Linked DNA regions of Rattus norvegicus: region 1 is linked to region 2. Evidence: chromatin contacts called from public Hi-C data. All regions are on one chromosome and are shown on one strand. The core of a region is the stretch at or near the end of the contact, and the rest is flanking DNA. Distances in the headings are between cores, read along the strand shown. Region 1 overlaps Ube4b (ubiquitination factor E4B). Region 2 overlaps Pgd (phosphogluconate dehydrogenase).

Region 1 (2,700 bases), core at 195-2,694, 210 kb after region 2:
TGAGTGTGGCAGGGAGGGGTAGGAGGTTACACTGCGGTGGAGAACGCTTACTAATGATTCATTGCATACGCACATGTATGTTCTCTGCTTAGATTTAAATGACTGGATACAGAAATAGGCAAGGTATCAACAATAGTCCCATGTTACCTTGAGAGAAAAGAACAACCAAGAAACAACAGGGACACCTGAGCACGCGCTCAGGGCGTTTATTCTGGTGAGGAGATTACTACTGGGAAACGGGCCACGACGATGCCAATCAGCTACTGTACAAACCTTAAGCTGAGTTTTACAGCGCTTCAGCATTTCGCGGTGTCTGGTGGCCAGTGGGGAATCTTTCCACTGGCTTTCATTATTTTTCAAATCTTCCACGGTTCTGAAATTAACAAACAAACAAAACATCCTAAAGATCTAAGGAAAGAAAGCACCCAGGCCCATCTTATCCCAGCCCCTCTCTGACGTGACGGGTTTACACTCACATACTCTGCGTGTTTGTATGTTTGTGTGGTGTGTGTGTGTGTGTGTGTGTGTGTGTGTGTGTGTGTGTGTGTAGCCTTGGCCGTCCTAAATCTCTCTCTGTAGACCAGGCTGTCCTTGAACTCCACGCGCCTCTGTCTCCCAAGCACCAGTGTGAATACTGAGAGCCCCAGCACCTGGCCTCACACTTAGGTATTTTAAAATCTAGAGCACAAGCCAGGCAGTTGAGGTGCATGCCTCCAAGCCAAGCAGGTGGATCTCTGTGAGTTTAAGGCCAGCCTGGTCTACATAGAGAGTTCAAAGGTGAGAACTGTTTCAAAACAAAATAAAACCTAGAGTATATCCCAGTACAGTGAGTTCTGGTTTAACTGACAGAATTTTTCTTTCCAGTTGTGTGTGTGTGTGTGTGTGTGTGTGTGTGTGTGTGTGTGTGTGTGTGGTGGTGGTGGTGGTGGTTGTTGATAGGGTCCATAGGGTGTGTGACGGGCTTTCTCTATGTAGCCCTGACTGTCTTAGAACTTTGTATGCAGAACAGGCTGGCCTGAAACTCAATACAGCTACTAGCCTCTGCCTCCCAGTGTTAGGATTAAAGGTGAACACCACCACTGCATGGGTAATGTGTCTTAAAGAATGTTCTCCATGGCACTCGGGAGGCAGATAGAGGCAGATCTTTGAACTCAAGGCAATTAGTCTAGGTAGTGCGCTCCGGGCTAGGCCTACACAGTGAGACACACCAATGCCCCATCGCCCCTCCCCCAGACAGAACTGCACTTTAGACCCGATGAAGCGTAAGTGAATTTGTTGTTCCCTGGCTGTTCTGAGATGTTAAAAACAACTTTCTTGAAAAAGTTCCAAGCTCTTTTGCCAATGGTGCTTCCCTCTCTCCTCAGCGGGCCCTCCCGCTGTCTGGGCTGCTCTCTGTGGCCTGCGGGCTCACTCTGAGGTGCTCCAATGCCTATTGTGCAGGGCTGTCCTGAGATGCTGCCCAGTTTAAACACTGGCTTACCGCCCAGGATTCAATTTCCTCATGGTACTGTGTAGAAAACCAGAGCCTGCTAAATGTCTAAACCTCAGACTTCCCTGACTCCGTTGCTGTATTTTTTTTCTCACGGAGGGCAGAATAGCTTCTGGAAGCATGGTGGCAGGGCAGTTTGGGCTGAGGCTGTGGTTCTACTGCTAGACCAGGCCTCACCGAGAGCCCTTTTCTGCTATTCTAAAGAGTTAAAATCACCCCACACATCCTACTTATCTCAGAAAAACTGGACCATTTGGTCTTGGACAAGAGGATTAGAGACAAAATAACAGCTTTTTTAATGACTGTTGCTTGCTTCAAGGACTGAAGCACTACGTTAATAGTCAAGAACAACGGGCAAAGAACATGGGTTCAGTTCCTGCCACCCACATGGTGGCTCACAACCATCTCCAACTCCAGTCTCGGGATCTGATGCCTTCTTCTGACCTCCAAGGGCACCAGTGGCAAACAAACATACACGCAGGCAAAACACTCATAAACATCAATAAATAAATCTAAGTAAGTATACAGACATCACATCCCAATCCTGAGACAAAACCTGAAATATTTGGTTGTGGTGGTTAGGGACTTCAACTGAGAAAACATCTTAGTCCGATTGGCCTGTGGGCATTTTCTTTACTGACGATTGGTGTATGAAAGCCTAGCTTACTGTGGTGGTTCAGTTCTACAACAAGGCAAACTGAGGAAGCCATGGGGAGCAAGCCAGTGAGGACTGTTCCCCCATGGCCTCTCCTTTAGCTCCTGCCTCCATGTTACTGCCCTGATTTCCTGTCCTTGAGGGCTCTACTATGTAAGTCAACAAACCATTGCTTCTAAGTTGCTACTGGTCATGGTGTTTATCAATGGCCACACAGGGCAAAAGGGGCTTTGTAGCTGTAAAGGTTTCCTACATTATAGGGTTATCATGAAGGTCTTTCTAAGAGAAATATTGGGTAGGACAATTAGCCAGTGAAGTGGATATCTGGAGAAACTCTGTCACTGACTTAAAAACCAGGTAAATGTATCATGAAGCAAGAAAGTAGGAAGCTTCCAGAAGGTGAAAAACTGAGGTAACACTCTCCCCACAGAGTCTCCAAAAGGGATGGGACACTGATTCTGACTTCAGAGCAATGACATAGTCACTGTGGGGAGGCCAAAGCAAGTGAGCACAATGACACACATGGGTCTGGGCGCTGCATAAAGGAACAGGCACA
Region 2 (2,700 bases), core at 50-2,549:
TTCTGGTCCCCGTTGCAGGTGACCCCTTGTGCCAGGTGACTGAGAGCTCTACTGCTGAGTCACACTACCAGCCCAACAGGTTGGGCAGCCTTCTACCTAGAGGAAGGTAGGGGTCCGAGATAGGGTCTTGGTATGCCTAGGCTGGCTTTGAACTCTCCACACTCCCTGCCAGGGTTGGACTAGAACCCATGTAAACAAAAGCACAGCCCATCAGGCACCAGGTATGTACTTGAAAACTGTGCTGTGGAGGGAGGCAGAGGCAGGTGAATGTCTTGGCTGAGCTTTGGGTCACGGTGAGAGACCATTTCAAACAAACCGATGGACTTGCACATGCGTGAGCACACACAGAGCACACCGGGAAGTGCCATTAGGACAGCTCTGAGCTCAAGCCCTAACCACATGGCCTTCATTGTACACTCGTCCCCTGGCAGCTTTGCCTCTTGGTTTCTTGTGGGTTGTGTTCATTGACATGTGTGTCCGGAAACACAGATACCAGCTGAGAGCTTGTTGGAAATGCAGAATGGGGGATCAGCCCCAGGGACCCCTTTTTCACTCTCCAGGGGGACACCGTGCTGGGGAATCTGTTAATCAGTATACCTAAGTGTGTGCTACACACGGGACACTGGACAGAGGCCTTCTGAACACTTGTACAGTGAACTCCCCACTGCGACAGCAGAGCCCTGGTACAAGGCAGACCACATCCTCACAAGGAGCTGCCGAGGTGTGGAATACCAAATGCTATTGCTGTCATGGAGACTCATGACATTTTCCTATGAGAAAACAGATATGACAGGAAACGATATTCCAGTCACACAGCTACTAGGAAAGGGGGCTGGTTACAGATCTGACCTGACCTGACTTTTCACAGCTTCTTCTTGGAGGTGAACTAGAAAGGGCTAGAGTTCACCCTGGTCAACCCTTGGATTTCACTTTAGTTCAAGCTCACCCTCCGGTTTCTCTGTTGTGTCTCCTCAGAATTCCCTCTGTTCTCCAAGTATCCATCTGCCTCAGAGTAAGGATGATAAGCAAAGGAGTCTGTGCATGGGGCTGAGGGCAGGTAAGCCCTGGCCCTCACATCTAGGAAGATTTAAGAGTCAGTAAGCTTGGGTGCAGGGACCCACTCTCTACTCCGGGGGTGCTTGAGGGAAGGGGATCATGATTCCTAATTGACCAAACCCAGGAGGGGTGAGTAAAAACTGCTTTTCCATGTCAGCTCTGCCTCTCTGGAAGCTTCTGAGGCTCAAGTCAGAGACAGGAGGCCCCAGCTGTCCAAACAGACAGTGTTTGCTCTGTTCTCAGGCCACTACTGGGACGGACTCTAAAGCTGTCCAGAAAAAGCAGTCACAGAGCAGAGGTCCCTGCTGGCCTAACACAGTGGGATGGCCCAAGGCCAGGTAATGCAATCAGTAAACAAGACAGAGGAGAAGCCTCGGTCAGGAACAGACTCACCACACCGCAAGTCCCACCACACAGCAGGGAGGGACCTCGACAGACTGGTCAGAAGACACAAAGAGGCCAAGCCAGCCTAAAAAGTTTATTACAGGTGTGTGATCGGGCGGATGTCACGTGAACATCCAAGTGTGCCAGTAAGAAAAGACCCAAGAGAGCCTCTGCCCACCCACTCCTTGGCTCCTCACCTCCCCAGACTTACTCATTACCCTAAGTTAACGTGTCCTGTTTCAGTTGGAGTCTTAGGAAATCAAATCAAATCAATCCCCAATAGTGCAGACCTTTCTACCAGGCGCACCAGAGGAGTGAAGAGTGTCCCCACACACTCCTACTGGGTGTAGGACATCAGAACCCACACTCATGATCCACGGTCCGGCTGTACAACCCCACCCACCCCTCTGTGTGCGGGGAGCAGCAGGCTCTCTGACCCACATGGCACAGCTCAGTCAGGGAGCGGGCCATCACGCAGTGGAGCACAAGGTCAGTTCCTGGGCAGCGCAAAAGATCGAGGTGGAGCACGTGGTGACTTCTTCGGCGATCACAGCCAACACTTGGCTAAGAGCACTGAGCAGGAACTAGGGCAAAGAGGGGTGCTGAGTGCCGCAGAGGCTGTCCTGCCGCTGGGAGGGAGGGCAAAGCCACAGGCCCACTAGGCATTGTATGAAGAGGACGACACACTGCCACCGTGGCCTGTCCAGTTGGTGTGGATGAATTCTCCTGGTTTGGATAAGAGTTCATAGGTGTGGGCCCCAAAGTAGTCCCGTTGAGCCTAGGGGAGGATCGAACGCAGCTGGTCAGGGTGGTTCGCAGGCACACAGCCTTAGGAACCAGCCAGGTTAAGGCACCACGCCCTCCCAAGCTCACCTGGATGAGGTTGGCGGGCAGCATCTCATGTCTGTACCCATCGTAGAAGGAGAGGGCGGTTGTGAAGCAGGGCATGGGGATGCCCGCTTGCACCCCGGTGCTGATCACCCGGCGCCAGGAGTCCTGAGCAGAGAGCAGAAGGTCAGCGGCTGGGTTTGCCCCAGACACACTGAGCTTCCGGTCTCCAGGACAGACTCCAGAGAGACATCAATGCTACTAAACGAGACCCAGAGCACACAGCACCACCCGTTGCCAACAACGTACCTGGCAGTCGTCGACTGCTGACTTAAAGAAGTCATCTAGCAGTAGGTTCTGAAGTTCTGGGTTTCGCTCAAAGGCATCTTTAATTTTTCCCAGGAATACACTGAAATAATTTGCAAGAAATCA

What was found. A called contact is a pair of places that touch in the nucleus more often than the background predicts.
Region 1: a contact with region 2 is called in a Hi-C map of liver, with 2.7 times the contacts expected there. The contact joins two enhancer-like sites.

The regions. Positions count from the first base shown.
Region 1 is chr5:165,073,752-165,076,451 of GRCr8, forward strand. It overlaps Ube4b (ubiquitination factor E4B), which reads right to left. Exons shown (of 27, transcript NM_001271198.1): 17 at 274-373. Among named protein-coding and RNA genes, the nearest start is that of Kif1b, 49 kb to the left of the region's middle. Within about 2 kb of position 1,445, at least 47 of the 93 cell types and tissues checked have an H3K27ac peak or open chromatin away from gene starts, as enhancers often do. A contact at or near this core is called in liver, where this site is marked.
Region 2 is chr5:164,864,317-164,867,016 of GRCr8, forward strand. Pgd (phosphogluconate dehydrogenase) reads right to left here. Exons shown (of 13, transcript NM_001305435.1): 11 at 2,578-2,677; 12 at 2,314-2,436; 13 at 1,514-2,218. The coding sequence ends at 2,099. Among named protein-coding and RNA genes, the nearest start is that of Cenps, 9.0 kb to the left of the region's middle. Within about 2 kb of position 1,300, at least 33 of the 93 cell types and tissues checked have an H3K27ac peak or open chromatin away from gene starts, as enhancers often do. A contact at or near this core is called in liver, where this site is marked.